2 separate regions of the Hordeum vulgare genome follow, and region 2 is linked to region 1. The links are chromatin contacts, called in public Hi-C maps. All regions are on one chromosome and are shown on one strand. Each heading gives the region's core, a stretch centred on a gene start, on an enhancer-like site or on the middle of the called end of the contact. The rest is flanking DNA. Distances are from core to core; before and after follow the strand shown. Region 1 has its middle 130 kb from the start of LOC123417185. Region 2 holds the start of LOC123417211 (pathogen-associated molecular patterns-induced protein A70-like).

Evidence for each region. A called contact is a pair of places that touch in the nucleus more often than the background predicts.
Region 2: a contact with region 1 is called in a Hi-C map of leaf, with 5 times the contacts expected there. The contact joins the promoter of LOC123417211 here to the enhancer-like site in region 1. A contact is called at or near these places in 3 of 6 Hi-C or Micro-C datasets (leaf and seedling) and 1 of 1 datasets of contacts at active chromatin or transcription factors (embryo).

What each region holds. Positions count from the first base shown.
Region 1 is chr1H:486,084,126-486,088,990 of MorexV3_pseudomolecules_assembly, reverse strand. No RefSeq gene overlaps it. Among protein-coding and RNA genes, the nearest start is that of LOC123417185, 130 kb to the right of the region's middle. Within about 2 kb of position 2,985, at least 1 of the 3 cell types and tissues checked has open chromatin away from gene starts, as enhancers often do. A contact at or near this core is called in leaf, where this site is marked.
Region 2 is chr1H:486,234,174-486,239,038 of MorexV3_pseudomolecules_assembly, reverse strand. It overlaps LOC123417211 (pathogen-associated molecular patterns-induced protein A70-like), which reads right to left and starts at 2,050. Exons shown (of 1, transcript XM_045106888.1): 1 at 307-2,050. The coding sequence starts at 2,035. The coding sequence ends at 557.

The DNA.
Region 1 (4,865 bases), core at 1,736-4,235:
AGAACTTAAGCAGCAAAGATTCAAAAAAGTAAGTGAGAATTTCGTTTTCCCACATGTACAATTAACTAGCTGGTAGTATGACCATTCTTACTATGGCATGCATTTGAGTTTGCCTTTTTCTGCCAAATAACAGTATCTCCCTTCTCATTAATTTGATCCTAGCAAAGCATTTTAGCAAGCTTTCAATTCTACTTTGTTCTTTCGCTGAATCTTGTTTGAATATTTCCCATGTTTGGTAATTTATCTTCCAATTTATGGGAGGGCCAGATAACATCCAATAACCTGATCCATTTCCATCATGATACATTCCATCTGTAGGAAGCAAAAAACTATAGCTCATGAAAGTAATCCAGTTGACCCGGATATTGCAATATTTATTCATGGTTGACGGTACTTGGGTTCCAGGAGGATTAAACAGCGTGAGCAAATGGATTTTTGGTGCATACAGAGCTTTACAGTTCAAATCACTTAAATTATAGCAAGAACATCTCGTTCCAACTTAAACAGCTTCTCTAATGAGCGGCAATTTGCCACATTTTCTAAGACAGGAAAACTATTCCACCACTCAGACAGCCGTAACCAACTGCCCCGTCACTCTCTCCCTTTCGTCTCCCCAGAAGTCAGAAAATCTGCACCGGCTCACACCCCCACAACGTCGCGTGTTTTGTCTGTGTTTGGAGTGCGTGGAGTTTGGCCCGGTAGTTTTCTCCGATTGTTTTAGCATCATCCTTTTGGAGGTGGAAGGAGGGAAGGGTAAAGAAAATGATAATCGCTGTTAATGGCTCATACACTTGTACGTTTGCACTTGACAACTTAGTAGAGTTTCAAACATTTTGGTTCATTTGCTTCTTTAGTTGGGATAGTCTTATGTCTCTTCTCATTGCTGGAAGTGTGTGATGTACTTTTTGGGGCTATATTTAGTGATGTAATTGTAATCTCAAGACATGGATGGGCGTATACCTGGAAGTTAGTGGGATGTTCTCGCCGGGCAGTAAATTGGGAGTGTGGTTAATAGGAAATTTTGAATCTGGCAATTAAACTTTCCAGCCATACCCGTAACATTTGTATCTCACTACTTGTTTCGCATCTCCATTGCTGTACCAATTTATTGTACTTTGGGAATTGTATTTCATTGGTGTGACCTACACTAAGAAATGCTTATTGCTGAAATTGTGAGAACTGATACATATTGTACTTTTGGAATTGTAGCTTCAAGAATTACAAGGAAGATTGATTGATCTGTGGGACAGTTTGGGAGTTACTATCCTAAAACAGAAGCCTTACTCCTTTATGATGCGAAATTGCACTGCAACACTAGATGAGGTGGTTGAAGCAAAAGCGTTATCGCCTGAAATACTGCAGAAGGTTAGTACCACCTCACAAAACCTATTTTCTTTGGTCTACAAAATTCCGTGATGGCAAATTAGTACTTCTCAAGGTATGGTATCAGCAATCGCTGTTTATCATGTGGCACATATGGCTTCTAACATACCGTTGGCACTCTCGTTACGCTGAATACTTGTCATCTTTGCACAAAAAACCTCCTTTGAAAATATAGCTTCACCCACCTGTGTCTGATGTTGTACAGCGGAGTCGTGTATGGTAGAGTTTTCAGGTTGTATTTATCTAGAAGAATCATCCATGCAGCCTCAATCTTGTCTGCTTTAAGCATATATGGTTTACTGGAATTCTGCATGGAATATAACATTTGAACTTCGGTGTAGGTTGAGTTTGAGGTAGCGAGGCTGGAATTGCTCTTGAAGAAGTCAGTTGCAGACAAAACAAGATATGTCTGTACACAGGCTGAGATGATATATAATGATGGAAAGGCTCCAAAATATGAAGGTAAATTGCTAGAATATGAAAACCTGGGTGGAGGATTGACGTGTTTAGTAGTACTATTAATCATGATTTATAAACCCAAAGATTCATATTTTTCATGCGATTCCATAGATTCACTGTTTGTGTTGTGCGAACAAAGCACTGTCTTACTTATAACCAAGTCTCCAGCTCAAACACACACACACACAAAATATTAGCATCACTACGGTGTAGATCCGACTGAAACTACACACCCTTATCAGGCAAGCTTGCCTGTAGACACTGTTGATGCTCAACTCAGTCGTGGTATGGGATAGGTTTCTAAGTATAACCACCTTAGCATGTGCTGGCGTGCAAGTCTGTAAAAACTTTAGAAAGTACTCCGTAACTCCTTTGTGCATGCCTACAACCAGTTTGCATAAATGCTGAATTAGCACTGTTTTATGCAGAGCCAGCAGATGTACCTCATTTTACAGAGAAAGTGTGCACCTGGGAACAAGAGCATGGAAAAAAGTTTCTCTACAATGGCCATCGCTTGAAGGGGAGACTGCAGAGTGAAGCAGAGGGCCGTCGAAATTTGACTGCTGGGACTTCCCTTGCGGCAGGTATTTGAGTTACTCCTATACCTAACGCTTCAGTTATCAGAGTTATCTTTTCTCATGTATTTTGGGCTGAAAGGTGCTGCCGCTGCTGAGGCTTCGTGGGATTCGTGGAGTGGAAGCTCTGCTTCCGATCATAGTAGCAAGGACCCAAACTTCTGTCCATCCGATGATTCGGAAGAAGTCGAGTCTCGCGCTTGAATCTGCCCACCGTCAACCATGTCTGAAGTTGCTGTGAACTCTTGTTCTGTTCATATACGAAACTACATGTAAGATAGAAGAGCAAAGCGCGGCGTTGACAAACCTGTTACTGAGAAAAATAGAGGCTGTGGAGACCAAAAGATGACCTTAAACTGTAGGTACCAAAAGATGACCTTAAACAACACAATAGTTACCTTTACTCTGTTGGTCTTTTTGTGTGTGTGTGTGTGTGTCCTTAGTGGAGTGTCTTTGGGCGTGCGAAATAAAACAAGGGCCTGTTTGCTGTGCTAAGAATGGAGAGGTAGACCAATAATGGTAGTACAGCGACGCGGTGCGTGAGCAGTCATGGATGACAGAAAAAAATACTGACGCCCACACGCAAGAAGAACAGAGGAAATACGGGGATGGTCCCGTATGACGGGTGGACGGAGAACGGCACTTCCGTGATGCCCGCCGTGATAATGTTCGGTCCGTGGATGTTCACGGGAGTTCCATGTACCGTCTTTGGCGGACGGCCTCTGAGGTAAAAAGAGAAGGAAAGTAGGGCGCGTTCGGACTCGCTCCGCAATTCCGTGCTGCAGCGGAGTGGCATAAATCAGGAGCTGCTAAAAGCTCTGCGGAGAGCCGCCGAACAGGCGCTAAATAACTATCAGACCGGCTCGACGGTGAGCTGCTTCTCTAGTCTCGATGCGCGGGCGGAGGCAGTAGGCGATGGATTCAGAGTTATTATCAGATACGGTCGGTATTGATACACTTGTTTTCCTCGCGTAAATTACATTTTTGTTGCCCCCATGATCTTGTCCATCCAGTTGGTACTTGATGGTTCCCCCCCAGGGCAGTACAAATCATCACCCCGCGCAAAACAACCATGAAACCAAATAGGAAAAACTGGACGGAACAGGTAGGCAACTGAAAGTAGTTTATTTTAGCCAGAAACACACATGCGTTCAAATTAGTCATACCAAAGCCACGCGTTTTGAACACACACAACAGTTTCATTACTGACCTGACGAAGTCTTTTGCAAGGGAATGGCACACACAGCGATTTCATTACTGACCTGACAAAGTCTTCTGCAAGGGAATCACACACACTCATACGTACGGTACGTACGTAGGATCAGGAAGTGATCCGAGATGATCTCTTTCAACTGTTTTCATCCTTTCAGCTTTGCAAACCAAAAGGATGAGGGTAATAGCACTCACTCTCGGATGGAGCGTATAGGCACGGTGGGCCGTGGCCCACCTAGAATTTGATTTTTTTAACATGTAGTACTAATTTAGCCCAAAAAACTGTCCAAGGCCCAGCCGACACTGCCCATCTAGGGTTCTCGTCTCTGCCTCGTCTCGTCTCTACCTCCCGCGCCCCCTTCCCCCCAGCAGCAGTCCCCAGCCGCCACAGCTCCGGCGACTCTTGCCGCTCCTCTCCCCTCTCACCTCTACTGGTCTCCTCCTCGCGCTGCTCCCCTCCTCTCGCCGCTCGCCCCGCTAAGCCGCCGTCGCTCTTCACGTGCAATGACTTTTGCCTTGGAGTGGTGAGTGGATAAGAATACGTGCAATGACTTTTGCCTTGGAGTCATATGACTTTGTTTTCAATCTTCATGTGATGCTCGTCATTCTTGGCCACACTAATGAATTGTCTCAATCATTGCAAAAGAGAGATCAAGATATTGTTAATGCAATGGCATTTGTTAATTTGGTAAAGAATAAAATGCGACATATGAGGTCGCATGGTTGGAAAGAATTTCTTACAAAAGTGACTGATGGGGTTGTACGTTAGGGGTAGGCCTACGGACGTGCTTCCCTATGCCTACCTAGGACCTCTTACGGACATCAGTGTCCTTAAAGTCATCGGAGCAGCCTCGACCTCATTCGGTCCAGCAACCGTCACTCGGTCTGCCTGTAGTCACTCGAATCACCTCGTGCCAGTTGGATACATCTTGGCACTCGGACTACAGCGAGGAGAAGACACCGAAGAGGCTGCAACGGCTAAGGACTTAATCCATCACATGAAGTGCAATGAAGATTCACGTTACCAGTAACACAGAGGGTTAAAGTTGTCGTTTCTAGTAACTTCCCCATTGTAGCATTAATTGCCTTGTAATGAAGCTCGACCGGTTGTGGCAACAACTATATAAGCCACTCCCGAGCTCTAGCTCAAGGGTTCAACACTTTGTAATCTTTTACACCCCATAAGAAAACACTAGCCTCAGGGCTCGAGATGTAGGGTTGTTACCACTTTAGAGT
Region 2 (4,865 bases), core at 801-3,300, 150 kb before region 1:
ACGATTGACCGACCAGTAGACGGATGGGTCCGAGAGGGAACCATCGCGTCGCGTTCGTGTGGGGTGAAATGCTGCGTACGGCCAACCACAGGCGACGCACGTACAGCGACATGGAAGCGTCGCTTGCACGGGCCATCCCGCCTGACAACTCAAATCCTAAACTCGCTCCCACAACTTAATCTTTCTTCCGTGGCCATGGAAGCTGACAGCAAAAGATCAAGCGAGCGAAGGCGAGAGAGATCGGGACGCACAAACCACCCCGCACCAGCAACGCACGTTCGGCAGCATCACCACTCACTGTTCATCTTCATCAACGCCTACTCAGCTACATGTTGCATGATGCCATTTGGAACACAACCGAGACAGATAGTAGACAGCGAGATCGAACAAAAAAAATGCTCGAGCAATTAACCGTTTAATCAGCGCCACAGTATTACTAGCACACACTCTAATCACAGGCAGGGAAATGTATGTAGTTAATAATCCGCTAATCAATCGCTAAGCATCGGCAGCACGGTGCAATCTTTCTTGTCTTCTCCGGCGGGCTGCTCTGCTACTAGGCGCCGCGGTTGAGCATCTCCTTGTAGTTGAGCAGCGAGTTGAGCCGCTGCAGCTGCAGCTGCTTCCGGAAGCTGTTGATGAAGTCGTCCGCCCGCGCGTCCACGCCGCCCTCCTCCACGGCCTCCTCCATCGGCGGCGGCGGCGGCGGCGGCAGCATCCTCGCCTCCGTGCTCGACTTGCCCATCTTCGCCGCCGGCTTCTTGCCCTTCTTGCTCTGCTCCCGCGCCGGCTCCGACCGGCTCCTGCCGTACTGCGTCGTCTGCGTCTTCTTCTCGTCTGCCGCCGCGACGGCGGACACGGCGTGGTCTTGCGAGGCGGCCAGCTCGGGGGCCAGGTCGCCGGAGCGGAAGCGGTAGAGGCTGAAGGAGCGGAGGCGCTCCAGGACGGACGGCGCGCGCGCGAGCGGCGCCGGCCTGTATGGAGGCACGTACTCCTCGCGGTAGTGCTGCTCCTCCTCCTCTGCCTGCTGCGGCGGCGGTGTCGCGAAGCTGTTGCTGTCGATGAACTCGTTGTCCGCCCTCGCGTGCTCCACGAGGTCGTCGTCGTCCTCCTCCAGCACGGCTGCCTGGACCACCCGAGCCGCCGGCGCCGGGGTCACCTCGGCCCTCCTCGCCTCGGAGCTCGACCTCTTCATCCTGGACGGCGGCGCCCGCCTCGCCTCCTCCCGCGCCGGGGGCTCCGACCGGCTCCTGGCGTGGTGAGCATCTCCGACCGTCGGCGCCGGTTCAGGAGAGACCGTCACGTCCCGCGAGTCGGCCCCAGCACCGTACTCGGGCGGGAAGTCGCCCGAGCGGAAGCGGTATAGGCCGATGGAGCGGAGGCGGTCGAGCACCGACGAGGTGCGCGCGAGCGGCGCCGGCGGCGGGGGCACGTACTGCTGCTGCTGTTGCTGCTGGTCGCGGTAGTACAGATCCTCCTGATGCTGCTGCTGCTGCGGCTCCACGTGTTGGAACCGTTGTTGTTCTTGCTGGTGGTGGTCGTGGCGGCGCGCGTCGTCGGCGTCGTGGCCGCCCTGGCGGCGGCGCTGGTGGGAGCGGGAGGTGAGCAGGATGGTGCCGATGACGAGGTTGACGGTGAGGAAGAGCGTGGCCGGCGTGAAGAAGCCCCGCACGGCCTCCCACGCGCCGAGCGCCGCGGCCGCCGCGCCGTCCATGTGCACCGGCTGGCAGGGAGGGAGGGAGGAGGGCGCGCGGTTGGAGAGCAGGATGTGGGGATCGAGGGGGAGGTGGTGGCCGGGGTGGATTGGCGCTGGATGATGGGGTTGGGTTGCGGGGAGTCCTACAACTAGAAGCGGTGGTGGTGGGCAAGCGATTAAATGGTAGTATGGTGGTGGTGGCTGGGGATCGGGGCGCTGACTTGGCGGGTGGAAAACGTGGGAATCCAAGTGCCGAGTGCCGACCCGCCGGGATCGCGGGCGGACTGGCCGCCCCCCTGCCTGCATGGCATCTGTGGGCGGGCCACACGGACGCGGCATCTCACTCACGCTCCGCACGCAATTGCCGGCAGATTTCGCTGCCGTCGTGTGCATGCAGCCAAGCCAAGTTTTCCTCCACCCACCGGCCGGCTCCCGACTCATGAGAGCTAACTCCAACCAACCACGCGACCCATTTCGTCGACCCGTATTCGTTCAGATCGTCGCGAACGGAAAACACAAACCAACACGTCGATTAAATAGACGCATCTACGCTTTTCATTCATTTTGTGTCTACTCCAAGTTTAAAATTGAAATGAATTTGCGTCCACGCGTACAAAAGACGTACACGCGACGCCCGCCCTTCTCCTCCCCCTCACCCTCTCGTCGGTGGCACAGAGCCATCATTTCCACCAAAAATTTCTCGCCCACCTCTCCCCGCGCGCCCTGGACGACGACGCGCCGACCCTCGACGCCGGGAGCCGCGGCAAGCGAAAAGGTCCGGCGCCGGCCAAGAAGAAGAAGGTCCTCACGCCCGAGGAGCGCGTCGGACAATCGTTGAGGAGGAAGAGCCGCCGGCATCTGCAAAAAGCCAGGAACGAGGTCGCGGCCGCGTCATCCCTCACCGTCGCCTTGGAGGAAGAGGCCAACATCATGAAGAACAGTCAGCTCGTCCGCGACGCTACGAAGCAAACCCTGCTGATGCTAGGGTTAAACCCAAGCAGCACGGGCTTGTTGCTGCCATTGCGGCCACGTCTAGCACCGGCTCGTAGCCCCTTCGTCACCAACTTCCGGACTCGCTGCGCATGTCCTCCACGCCGGCGACGCACGGCTTTCAGCGGCGCCACCCGCAGACCTCCTGTCCTGTCCTACACTACAGGCTCCGGTTCACCCTAGATGAGCGTGATCGCACCTGGCACTCCAGCACCCGCGGGCATCGACCTCAATGTTGTGCTTGTGGGCGGTGGATTGTCCTCCGGGGGTGCGTGAAAACGGCCTCGTGAGCTCGCCGCCGACGCCATGGAGAACGCCCGCGACCTGTTCGACGGAATGCCGACTGCGAAAGACGAGGCCAACCGCGTGCTCATGGAGGGCCTCATCTTCAAAGGTGGTGGCCGTGGCATCCCTTACGATCCCGATGAGATGCAAAGCCAAGATGGCATGGTGTACTCGTTTGGTGAAGGCATTCCCGACCCCTTATGGAGGACCAACTCGGCTTGGGCAACTCTTTTCCGCTTGATCACAAGTTCTCGAAAGACTATGGCCTTTAATGAAGAGGATGATGAAGTGGACATTGATAGAGAGCCTTTGTTCGATGAGCTCCCCGCCCAAGCCAATGCCAAGAATAACAAGCTGAAGAGCAAGCGGACCAAAGCATACACACAAAATGAGGATAAACTTCTTTGTGACTGTTGGAGAGACATTGGTCAAGACCCCAAGATAGGTTCCGAGCAAAAGGCTTCGACATTTTGGCAAATAGTGCATCACGAGTTCCACGAGCACAAGAAGGTTAAACCATACCGAATGAAGAGCAAGCGTGGGTGGGTCTCTCTCGACAAGCGTTGGAGGATGATACAACAAAAGTTCAACAAGTTTTGTTCCACTATTAACTCTTAAGAGCATCGAGGCCTGTCCCGTGAGCGGCATCGACATGAAAGACATAGTAAGCCGACATGCTTTTTTATATTGATTGTCCTGTATCTTGCCTACTTTGGTATGTTGACATGCTTGCTCATTTGTAGGTCTTCCAAGCTTTGAAAGCATTGAAGGTCCACTATAAGGCAAGTCTTTCACCTCACTCCTTGTTGGATGATCATCAATGAAGAAGAAAAGTTCAAAGCACAATATGCTGTCGTCAAGGCGCGTGGAGGAAAGGAAGCCCTTGAAGAGCATGGTGAGGGTCGGAAGTCGCGGTCGCGTGGGTAGACCAACTTCAAGAAAAAGGACATGCGTGAGGCGACGTCCCTTGTCTTGCAAGCTACTTTGCAAGGCATGATCGCGAACAAAGACTCAAGGAAGAAGAAGCATCGACAAGATAAGGATGAGCAAATTAGGGCTTTCATGAAGATACAAAACAAGAAGCTCGCGTTAGAGACGGAAAAGCAAGCGAAGATGCTAGAGATCAAGGCCATTAAAGCAGCCACCAAAGTAAGAGAAGTCCGGCTAGCTTGCATGATGAAGGGGGTCGAGATCATGAAGGCCGATTTGAGCACGGTCTCTCAAAGGAAACAGTCTTGATTCGAAAGATGAAGGCCGGCATGTTCAACCACAAAGAAGACTGATCCATGCCGCGGTGTGTGGGCATGACCACGGTCGAGATGACGTGGTCGAACTACATTCTCATTCTGTGTGCTGACATGTGTGTCGACCCGCTGGCAAATACGCACAGCTGAAAAATTGTGTATTTTTTGTAGGCTGGCATATGTATTCCGACCGCTCGCATATGGTCAATGTAAACTCTCGAAGCTGGTATGACATCTGGCATAACCTGTGATCGCGGACCAATTTAATGTTAAAAATTATATGTGCACGAACGAAAAGCAAGTCATCTCGTTGGACACACAGCTAATCCATTTGTGAAGGAGAACGGACGGATCGATTCAAATGAACAAAATATGGATAAAATGTGCCTTCATTTGGATCGCACGGTTGAAGTTGGTACGAGCGTTACCACCTTCTGTCGTCCATGTCGTTCTCGAGGGTTCGTCCTTCGTCCCACCTTTGCTGCGCTTCGTGTAACTTGTTCCCCAGCCGACCATCCAGTTCGCACGTCACGCACGCACATGGTGATGGTGGCTCCCCCGCCGCTGCCCAACCTGACTGTGGTAGACCCGGAGTTCTCCCTCCACACGCTACCTGCGGGTCGTCGAACATCAACACCCCATGGCCCCAG